Regions from separate parts of the Zea mays genome. Here all the other regions are linked to region 1. A link is a contact called in public Hi-C data. All regions are on one chromosome and are shown on one strand. Each heading gives the region's core, a stretch centred on a gene start, on an enhancer-like site or on the middle of the called end of the contact. The rest is flanking DNA. Distances are from core to core; before and after follow the strand shown.

What was found. Hi-C and Micro-C count contacts between places; a contact is called where the count stands out from the background.
Region 2: a contact with region 1 is called in a Hi-C map of bundle sheath, with 5 times the contacts expected there. The contact joins the promoter of LOC100383416 here to the enhancer-like site in region 1. A contact is called at or near these places in 5 of 25 Hi-C or Micro-C datasets (bundle sheath, ear, endosperm and 2 more).
Region 3: a Hi-C map of leaf shows a contact between it and region 1, with 2.2 times the contacts expected there. The contact joins the promoter of LOC100277623 here to the enhancer-like site in region 1. A contact is called at or near these places in 3 of 25 Hi-C or Micro-C datasets (bundle sheath, ear and leaf).

What each region holds. Positions count from the first base shown.
Region 1 is chr10:35,773,413-35,777,314 of Zm-B73-REFERENCE-NAM-5.0, reverse strand. No RefSeq gene overlaps it. Among protein-coding and RNA genes, the nearest start is that of LOC100382908, 210 kb to the right of the region's middle. Within about 2 kb of position 1,819, at least 18 of the 20 cell types and tissues checked have an H3K27ac peak or open chromatin away from gene starts, as enhancers often do. A contact at or near this core is called in bundle sheath, ear, leaf and 1 more, where this site is marked.
Region 2 is chr10:36,163,544-36,167,445 of Zm-B73-REFERENCE-NAM-5.0, reverse strand. LOC100383416 reads right to left here and starts at 2,239. Exons shown (of 10, transcript NM_001176069.1): 1 at 2,122-2,239; 2 at 773-1,357. The coding sequence starts at 1,334.
Region 3 is chr10:35,494,782-35,498,683 of Zm-B73-REFERENCE-NAM-5.0, reverse strand. It overlaps LOC100277623, which reads left to right and starts at 2,234. Exons shown (of 2, transcript NM_001398266.1): 1 at 2,234-2,831; 2 at 3,058-3,680. The coding sequence starts at 2,315. The coding sequence ends at 3,137.

The sequences.
Region 1 (3,902 bases), core at 570-3,069:
AAGAGTGAGCTCACATACGTTCATCGCTCAACAAGTTGTGGGAAATAATGTGCATGTACTCACCAAAGGCGGGAGCTCATGTGAAGTGTAAGGCTTACCAAAGAGGACGGCTAAAGCTGAGCATTGATTTTATAAGTTAGTCAAAATTTTATTAGAATTTACTAAATGTAAGTAAATACCAAACTATAGTAATAGTAAGTCAAAATAATAATAAATCCCAATGCGATGCAAATGACAAATTGAATTTAATTCCATAAATTAATCATGTGATTGTCCGAGCTGCTCATGACCGTGAGCACGGCTAGTATACCAGTTTTACACTCTGTAGTGGTTGCACATATTTACCCACAAGTCATGTTACCCATCTGCTAAGGGATTGCGACTCCCATACACCTCTACCAAGGAAGCGAGGCAGGGTAACACTACGAGGCCTTTACAAACTTCCACTAGCTTCAGAAAACCCGGTACAGTTTCTATGAAGCTCCAATGCAGGGACCCCTCGCGTGACCGCCATCTCAGCAAAATCAACCCAAGGGCATCCCCACAATGACCACTCCCCTACTGCCATTGCCCCTTTTGGGTAAGGTAGTCCTCCACTAGCTTTCCTAATTAGTCAGCCAAGGACGTCCCATACCACCCTTATGGTAGCACTGTTTTTTCGGGTGGTTCTCCATGTTCCAATTAACATAATGATCTTATCATGAATAGTAAATAACAAACTGATAATAAAAGTAGAATCATGAATAATGTGTATCTCCATATCCAAAACCACATAAAGCAATAACATGTACTACCCAAAAAATTTAGTGGTAAACAAGGTATAAAGATAGCCAAACTAGGGTGACCTATTGGATCCCATCAAAATTAACCTATGCAGATCATTATGATTAATGAGAACATGATTGGGTAAAAAGAAGTGATCAAGGGCACAACTTGCCTGGGACTTGAGATTCCAGGTACCAACTTGCTCTTCAGGTGACTCGCAACCTCGCGCTAGTCATAGCAATACAAACAAACAGGGTATTAGCAAAATAACATCACGCCAAACATAAGAACAAACTGCATGAGAATATTCTATGAGATTGTGGGTTCGAGACCCATGTGTGTAAGTGATTAAAACTAGGTCTTGTTTTGATTTTATAAAGATAATCTAAAGAAATAATTAATTCAACTTTAATCTTAATTATAACATGACTAGAGATCATATTTTAACCAAATTTATATATATGGACATGTTAGCTTTGATTAGAAGAGTTAATCTAGTAGACATAGGTTAAGCAAATATCTAACTGTAAAATTATGCGATATGGTATAAATGATGTTGTTAGTGCATAGTAAATATTCATATGAAGTTAGCGCGACTTGAACGGACCAAATCGGAATTAAAACGAAGAAGTTATGGATTTTCGAAGTTTTAAGTGTTGGATTAAAATGAACCAAGTGCATAAATTTTAATCCCAATTTCATAACAAAATAAAGTTACTGGATGATAAACAATATTAATTTGAGTCTAATGCAACTGGAATGAATTAATTTGGAGTTAAAACGAATTAAATATGAATTAAACAGTTTCATGAATTATTTTTAAACTAAGAATCATTTTCCTTATTGATTTTAACCATTTTATTAACCTTTTGGGTTGCGGCCACAAATCTCCAGAATCTCGAGGGGTCGCACGCAAATTTCTGGACCTAGTTGCGATAGTTCTAAGACTAGGTGGGACCACAAGTTGATTATAGAGAACTATAGGGTCTCTTAATGAATTTGCCCCAACCGAAGGGGTACGGGCACATCTCAACCGTCGGATCTAAACCCGACCGCCCAGATTAAAAGGTTGAAGGGTTATCCAACATGTGATCTCGCACGTCCATTGGCAATCTAATGGTTCCAAACCTTTCACAACTGAATCCATTTGTGATCGTTTATCTTGAGATTGATGGCTCAAAACGCATCCGACCAAGCGGCACTAAACTCTAATATCGTCCGCTCGAGACCGATCCAATGGTACACCAGTGTCATCTTCCCATCCCGACGTTCACCAGAGCGGCGGCGCAACAGAGCTGGGCGGCGGGGCCTACCCCGACGATGACCCGCCCAGTGGTCCGAGACTCCCAACACTCGGATGATCGATGCTACGCGCAACAGAGGGTAGGGTGATTCGCGCGTGTGTTTCCTTACTAGAGATGAAGGGGCCGATAAGGTTGTCTTCGCGAACGGGCTGGTGCATGGCGGAGCGTACACGTTGGTGCTCCAATCACCGTTCGATAAGCACGCCCAGGCACACAGAGGTTTGGGGGAGATCCTACCAGAGAGCTATGGTCGAGGAGGAGTCCAAGGTTCACCTTTATATGTCGCGGATGCCAAATCCCCAACAACCACATGAGTCTGTTAGGATTGGATCCGATTCGGCCGTTGAGAAGCACACAGGATGAGATTTCGTGGAGAGAGGGAAAGTTTGTTATCCAAATGATGCCGATCCCGGTTTCCACGCTGAAGGAAATCACGGTAGCGACACCCTCTCATTCTAGGCGTGCAACATTCCCCGCCCTGGTGCCTGCGTGCGAATTGAGCAGAGTCCGCCACAGTGGGTTTGGGGAAGGAGCTTCTGGCGGGTGGGACCCAACCGTCAGCCAAACTGGAGGAGAGAAGTAGTGGACTGGGGAAAATGGTAATGGGCCCGTGGGCGAGGGATTCAGCCCAAGTGACTAATGCGGGGAAGGAGATGAGTGGCCGAGGTAAATAGGTTAAGTGGGTCGGCCACTAGGAAGGAGACCCGGCCAAGCGCCAGCTTATTCTTTTCTATTTTCTTTTCATGTTTTCTGATTTCTAACTTTAAATTCAATTCACATTCAACTCATGTTTTGAACTCCCAGGTTTACAAATATCCAAATAAATCCTAGTGTTAATATAAACTCTGTTGTATACAATATTATTATTTATTCTTTTTCCTATTAGGTATATATGGCAGCAATAAATGGCATTTCTTAAAACTTTCTTTCTCATTTTCTATTATTATTTATGCTTTTCATTTAAAATATCGAGGTCAAATTTTAAAATATGTTAAAATGCCTCACCCAAGTTATAAGCAAGAGATCAACCTTGCTTTATCTATTTATTGGTGGCTTAACTAATCTAGTATTATTGTTTGAATATGAGTTGGGAGAGTCCTAATAGATTTTCAAAGGTCTTCAAAAATTCTCACAACACTATTATATATTTTTATTTCTTTATTTTATTATTTTATAATATATATTGTTTCTACTTTAATGAAAAGAGGTGGACAAGTTTCTGAAAATTCCAGGTATGTGGTGTCTCTGGGGCTTGGTATTAACCTCTGCCACCCTGCTGATAAATTTGATTCCCAGCCATTTCTCGAAGAAAACGAGTGTCATCAGCAGTGGCAATAATTAAGGCAGCGATAGCCTCTGCCAGTGTGGGAGGTATAGGTGGCGGGTTCGGAGTTTCCTCCCCACCACGGGAAGTTCCAGCCCCATCCTGAGCACGAGTTCTGGACGACATCTGAAGAAGAAAACATATTTGATTATTACATGCCACGATTACACAACCTCTGTTACATTATTCCAAACTTGTTCTAATTATACATACTTAACTTATACAACTCACTTTTCCTTATTTAGATTACATAAGGAAACCACATACTACTACACTAATCTAGTTATCCACGTCATGGGTTGCTTCCGCTCCACTGCTAGCTTCGGGAGAACGATCATCCGTAATGTTCATGGAAGGATGGGCTCCAAAGAGATCCAACTCCCCATAAGGTCCTCAGTCAGCTGCTCCTGATGCACCATCTCCTATCGCCACAACATCCGGTGGCACATTCGGATGCAACTGGTCATACAACACGTGCACTTCCTCGTGCAGAGTATTATTATACACTT
Region 2 (3,902 bases), core at 990-3,489, 390 kb before region 1:
AGTTCAAATGCATCCTATCCTAAGACCTAAATTATTGAATGGGGTAATAGCTTAATGATGCTGATGCAAATAAGTACAAGTTTGGAAATATCAAATGTGATGCTGATAAAAGGGGATCGAAGCCACCTGTCACTGGGGTACACTGTTATTTTACAGCCTGCGTTACTACAAAAGTTTCTTTGATGAAGATATATAATAGCACCACAGTAAGTGGACTGCAATGAGATTATGATCAATTCGCAAGTTCCACTTGAATACTTAGAAAGGTGACATAAAACAGAGGCCTGGAAAATCAACTACATACAAACATTGCAATCAACTGTCCACTGTCAGGGTCCCTCTGACATCAGTTGCGAATGATGTCCTCAATATTTATGGGAAGATGAAATAGAAGCTCTGTCAAAATGCAATTGATATCTTTGTATCTGACAATCAACAAGTTGTACACTGTATTTTAGGGGGGGGGGGGCAGTTTCATCCAAAAATATGCTAACAGGGAAGCTTTCTAGAACTCCCTATAGAAATGCATAAGCATGGAAGTAATAGGAAAATGAAATTCCTTTCTGGGAAAACAGAACATTGGTCAATAGGCTATTTTTGTTCGAATACAAATAAGTAAAATTAGAAAACAAGACCAAAAGTGTATCACAAGGACATTGACCAGCAATTCCTTCTACCATGTTTTCATGCATAAATTGGAGAGATTAGAAAATGAAATTTAAGGCAACGTGCAAGGACAGCATTTCACAAGAAACCTTGATAATCAAACTACCTAATTGGCGAGCTTCCTCCAAGGAGAGCTCCAAAACACGTTTCGCACGTGGTGTGAATGGTATTTCAACAGCAACAAAACCATTGCCGCGGCCAATAATCTTCTCCACCTCCACACGTGCATCCTTAAGATTTATTCCCATGGACTTGAGCACCTTAGCTGCAATACCAGTGCCCTCTCCAATCAGACCCAAGAGGATCTGCTCAGTTCCAACAAAGTTGTGGCCCAGGCGCCTTGCTTCCTCTTGCGCAAGCATGATGACCTTAATAGCTTTCTCCGTGAACCTCTCAAACATTGCCTGAGTGACAAAACGAGATCGTCTTGTCTGTCGCGATGACCTGTAAGATGCAACTGCCGACCTGGAATTGGACACCGTCGGTGTGACCGAGAAGCTATGCACTGATCTTAGACCCACAAATGCTGACATCTTGACAGGGCGGCTAAGTGACACTGCCAACATAGAGGCAGGCCTCCTGGTGCCATGGGACCTCCAACAATGGGTTCTCATGCGACCCCCAAATGGTGTTCCCAGGGCAACTGACTGGAGTAAGGTCCCTGCCATGGTCACAAATACCGTCACTTGACCTGCACAAAGACATTACAACGGTTAATCAATATTAAAAACCAATCTTCTAAAATTCTCCGATACACACAAAAGGTCAGTTATAATCATGCGCAGGAATAGTGCATAACAATCATCAGTATGTTGCCCTTGATCCATCTCATCTCAAACAAATTGCAAAATCAAAATGTGCTAGAAAATGGAGAATAAACTGTGCCAAACAATATTCTATACTGGAAACGGGGAAAGCCTCGTTTCAAAAGAAAAACTGTGCCAAACAAAAATGAAAAAAAATTATGTGCAGGCTTAAACATAGCGGCAGATGTTCTGCCGCTTCCTAGCAAATCAATCCGCGGCAATCTGGATGGATAGGGGCACCGATACAACGCGCAAAGATTTGGAATTGAGGGCTCACAAAAAAGATGTTTCATTTCCGGCGACAGAGAAATTCACAACCGAGCTCCGTTTACCGATTGAATTAGTGTTTCAACCTCGCATTTACATCGATTATACCTAAAGACGGAGAAAGATACCTTGCCGCTTATCCACAACCAAAACTTTAAACAAAAACAAAATCAATACCCCCCCCCCCACCCCAACCCCAAAAAAACAGCGATTAAGTGGACAAGAATCAGAGCCCACTAACAACACATGATTGCTAATCCTAATCCATCCATGTATCCAGGGATGGACACCTCGAAACGAGAATCAGGTGGTAGCAGGCAAGAATCCCATCCAAGAACAAAGAACTCACACACAGAAGACGAGGATCGCTGGAGGTTCTCACCTTCCGAGGAGAGGGAGGAGGAGGAGGAAAGGGAAGGACGGTGCGTTGGTGTGCGACCTCCCCTGGTCCCTGGAGATAAGGGGGCCGCTGCTTTGGCCGCCCGAATGTCCAACAAGAAAGAAAACTACTGATTGTTCTCTCTTTCTCCTCCTTTCGTCTAGCCTCCTGATTCTGCCTTTTTTGTCTGTTTCCTATTTTCTTTTCGCATTTCTGAAACTTCTGAGGATGGGAAATTATTGGCAAACATGAAATTTCTTCACAAGGGCAGATATTTTTTGGGGAGTAATAGATTTTTTTTCCCATCTAAAATATGAGAACAGAAACAGCAGTATTTTCTTAAGTGTATCTTTATGCAACGCAAGTGTTGAAAGGATAAAAAGTAGCGCTGACAAAACTAACTTGAGCACGGCAAAGAAACGGAACTCATTTATCTCAACTTTTCCTTGACGTATTCAAATTCAAAATACCAAAATTGTCGAGAGCATGATACAGAATAGCAGTGGAGTTCAAGATAGGCGAGAGTACACGTAGTCGAGTTCAAGACAGGCCAGATTACACCTGTTTAAGCGTGTGGTGGGTCGTTTGGTTTGGCCTGTGTCTAACTCGTGCATAGTTTCAGATCTTTCTTGTTGAGCATTCGGGCCACCACCACCAAGACATGGAATAGGGGAGGTCGCACACCAACGCACCGCCCTTTCCGTTGGACATGGCGGGTAAGTTTTTTCCGGTTATGTTGGATTTTGAGTCAAAATTATAGCTTATACTAGGCTTGTATATTGTTGTGGTAAAAAACTATAGCTCGTACAAGTCCATTGTATTGGTAAGGTCCGTTAAAATTTTTTTGGCAGGTACGGTGGAGTTGATCGGATCAGGTGGTTCATACTCAGGTCTAGACGAGATCCATGTTGACACCCTCTGAATCATCAAATAAAACAAAGCTATTACATATCAATTAAACTAGTACCCACTGTGTCACCGAAAAGAGGAATGGAACAGGATACTTTCCCATGCAAAATTGTAAGCATCGATCAATGCATAGAGCCACGGAGGAACATAAGAAACCATCAGGTTTTGTATAATTTTTCTTTTATATAATATGGATGTGGTTGGACTTTGTAACAACTTTCTAAAAGCAGATATTTTTCTCCGTTCAAAAATAAGTATCCCAAATTAAAATATGGTTTAGAGAATTAATAAGTTCATACAAAAGCTAAAACGAACACTTTTCATCTCAAATATTTAGTTTTTAATTTTATGTCTGGAGAACGGAAGGAGTAATACGGGTGTGGTCGGCAGACAACACAAAAAGATCTTAACATCGACCCGGGCGAAGTGCTAGATGGGGGCTTTTCTTCACACCTCGTAGGCCATCAGTTCTGGAAAATCAGCGCAGCCGCAAAATGATTTTGAAGTGTACACTCCAGCTACGGCAAGGATTTGTTGCCACTTGAGTTGATTACAGTGAACGTCAATCAAAAAAGGCCTCTGAAGAATCCTCGCCGGATGGCCAAGCAACGCGGAAGGCGACAAATGCTAAGAATACAAGTGGCACTTGTACTGTTGCAGATACTTGAACAGGAAGCTTGAACTTTACAGTTGGAGAGATGCCATTATCATTATGCATACTCTTGAACACCTTGTTTGGCACACAATCGGACTATCGTGCTTGTGACTATATAAGCACGGGGCGAGACGGTCCGCGCCCTCGTGACGGCGAAAGTACATATCTAATATGTAGTTATTCTAATCTATCTACGGTGGAACAACTCACTGGCTTTGAG
Region 3 (3,902 bases), core at 985-3,484, 280 kb after region 1:
ATAATCGTTTTGCATACTCCCTATGATATTTTGCATTTGTTCTCGTTGTTCATCTACATAATTCTTAAGAGATTGTAGCTCGTTTGTATTACTTACATTGGGGATATCTAGTGTGGGTCGGAGCGAAGCCGGATCCGTCGCCCGTTGTCGGACGACTTTATTGTTCCTGTCCACCTTGAAGTTGGCTAGGAACTTCGCTCTCGTCTCTTGAATCAGCTGCTCCTTATGCTCCTCGAACTGGAGCTGTTCGTCAGCCGGCAAGGATTCCCAAGTCGGCTCTATAATGTTGCTGAGGGAGACTTCAGAACTATCCCTTGAACCGGCCATTGAGGGTCGATTTGATGGGTCTAGACGTGTTGTCCCAGCGGAGTCGCCAAAAAGTATGTTGACACCCTTTTGGGGCGCCAATCACTCAACACGAACCAGCGGTGGTGCTCTCTGCGCAGGGGTGGATGGTCCGCGGCCAGTGGCCGGACGGTCCGCGGTCTGGCGCGAGGCTAGGGTTTCCTGCCTGACGGCCGGACGGTCCGCACGTGCGCAGGGGCGGCGGAAGGTCGCCGGCGGCGCCTGGATCTCGCTCCCGAGAGGGACCCCGTCGGGGAGGAGAGATCCTATGAGTTGTATAGGCTCGGGCAGGCCGACCTAGACTCCTCTAATCTTCGTAGAGTCGAAGAGAAGCGGAGAATTTGGGGATTGAGAGGCTAAACTAGAACTAGACTAGAACTACTCCTAATTGTACAGGAAATAAATGCGAGATAGAAGTATTATTGATTCGATTCATCATTACAAATCGGTCGTATACCTCTCTATTTATAGAGGAGGGGGCTGGACCCTTTACAAACTAATTTCCGAGCTAATTCGGCGAATCTAGCTAACAACCGTAGCACAAAACTCGGAACCATAATCTGCTATGCGCACGCGCGGACCGTCCGGCCCACAGGTGTGGACCATTCGCCGCTCAATTTAGTGCTCAACACTCATACAATCAAACAAGATCTTAATTAGGGAATCAGTCTCAGGAAATTCAATATTTAGAGGAAAATTCAAATTGATTATATCATAATAATATAAATTAAACAAACAATATTTAAATTATAAGAGACATCTATTTTTGAGTTTAATTTGTTATTTTACAATAGACTATATATTGAGGTTTTAATATAATTTAGTTTGTAAGGGTAGGTACGCCGAGACGGGAATGGAGAATGGTTTCTTATCCTGTTCCGCAAATTTGGCGGGGACTAATTTCTCTATTTTGATCTACGTGAAGACTAAATTACTAGCATCTCCGTCCTTTAATAGGGAAATTCTCGCGGGAACCCCATAGTTATTTCTAGTTGTGATAGATATATAGTTTAGCTCTCGCAAGGCTATCTCCAACAACTTACTCATCCTTATTCCCATATTTAAACTCCACTTTATGAACAGTACAGTCTATGAACAGTATAGTCCATAATACAAAACAATATTTTTAATAACCATATGGGTGAACTGTTGAACACGTTTTAAAGCTATATCGAGCAGCTCTATCACTTTCTCTATGTCACCTGTTAATTTAAACTTCATATTGCAAGTATTGCTATCTACAATATAAAATACTTACTCAGTCCCAAATTATAATTTGTTTTAAACTAAACACACGTTCAATCGATAACTTATGAATGTAGTTTGTATGTATGTCCATGTTTATTATTATTCATTCAAATGTGGACACACAAAAAAAGTTGGTAAAAAGGAACTATATTTTGGACTGGTTTTACACTACCAAAAATGATTATCGTAACAGTATGCACCACGCAATGTTTAGCACTCAAGCTAACGCTAGGTCGTCTAAATGAATCGAGTAATAGCGCAATCAACAACTCGCCAAACAAGCCTACTATATATTGAGGCACACAAAATCACAAGGTTTTGTTGAGTACTCGAGGAGCACGAGCGCGACCATTAATAAGAAAAGAAGAATGAAGAGGCATCCCTTTGTCGATCGCTAGAAACATCCATCATCCATGCATGATGCTTGACGCCTTGATGCATACTACTACTGGTACGTATGACATGATTCCCCACCTGCTCCTCCATGCATGGCACATGTTATGTCCATTCCGTCCATCCATGCACCAAGGCGGGTCCCACATCCCACCACCACCACCATCAGCGAGCCTCCGCACCGCACACTCCCCAGCCTCTATCCGGTCCGGCGGTACAAATAGCCCCCACCCGCCACCCACTCAGCACCATTTCACACCCTCTTGCCTCCCCGTGACTACCTCGCTGTCCCCTCTCAGTGTCCAAGCGACGACACCACGCCGCCGAGATGTGGATCTCAGATTCCGCCTTTGTGGAGCCCTCATCTTCCTCCCCATCCGCCTCTGCCTCCCCGCCGCCGAGCCCGCCACCAGCACGCCTTCTCCGCCAACGCAACCGCCGCCGACGCCGCAGCAGCCGGAAACAGGGCAGTGCCAGCGCCGTCGACGGCGTCGCCGACCCCGAGGCGGAGGACGTGTGGCGTGGGGCGCAGTGGGAGGCGGCGTGGCCGGCGCGGCGGGACTCGAAACCCGTCGTGCTCGCGGGCGGAGACGACGCGGTGGGGCGGTCCAGGAGCCTCACGGACGACGACCTCGAGGAGCTCAAGGGATGCGCCGACCTGGGCTTCGGCTTCAACTACGACGAGATCCCCGAGCTCCGGAGCACCCTGCCGGCGCTCGAGCTGTGCTACTCCATGAGCCAGCGCCTCCAGCTGGACGACGAGAAGCCGCAGCAGCACGAGGCCGCCGCACCAGATGCCGCCACGCCGTCGCCGCCTGTCACCAACTGGAAGATCTCCAGCCCCGGTAAGCAACACATAGCAGATCGCCGCCTGTCTTCCTCCATGACTTGACTTGGGATTCCTTCCTTCCTTGGTCACCGGAGCGGAGAAAACCAACTTGTCTACATCAAGATGGAATCTTTTCCCGTCACGGAACCAACCAAGGACACCACTTGTCGACGATCTGTTCGCTTCTTTGTTTATCGGCATATGTTCTAACGAATGCAGTCCTTTCTTTTTGGATAGCGCAGGTGACAGCCCTGACGAGGTGAAGGCGCGGCTCAAGTACTGGGCGCAGGCGGTGGCGTGCACCGTCCGCCTTTGCAGCTGAACGGCGCCGAACCATGCGCGCCATTCTTCGCCGTCTGGAAGCACACACCATGCCGGTATGCCGGCCGCCACCACACAAGAAACCAGATGACCAGACCTGATCGCGAACACGTTGCTGCTGCTGTAAAGTGATCCAGGTGCAGCGTTTCAGCTGCGACGGCGGGCGTTGGCAGCTGCCATGATTGCAGCTGCAGAGTTTGGTAGTTGTGGTAGCAGCACACATAGGGGCTGAGTAGATGGGTTGGTTGCCCGACCGACATGCTGTGCTCTCTGTTCCAGCTGAGCAACCTGCCTCTGCCTGATGAACCAACCATCCGAGTGTGCAGCAGCCATCTCCAGTGGAAATAAACTATTGTAATTGTACTGCTAGCAGTAGTGATCAAAATAATGCGCAGAGTAATTAGTACTGCAAGCAAATCGGGGAATCATTGTGAATACATAAATCTGTGGATCTCATTACTATACTGTTATCTTAATCATTAGCTGGTGTACCTGCTACCTACTGCAGCTGTTTGGTAATAATGGTGCAGATGCTTTCCTTCTCTCTCGCTTGCAGTTTGGTGGCACCTGGCTGACCAGAACGATAGATTCGGCGAAATAAAATAAAATGCAATCATGTGCACCGCAGCCATTAAGATTTTTATATGCATTTCCTACCCCATTCCAAAAGATTCCAAACCACATACACCACCTGGAGCTGAAATTTGCGAACAAAGAACATGACAGTTTCTACAGCGTCAATATCATGTGAACAGTCCGAAAATTA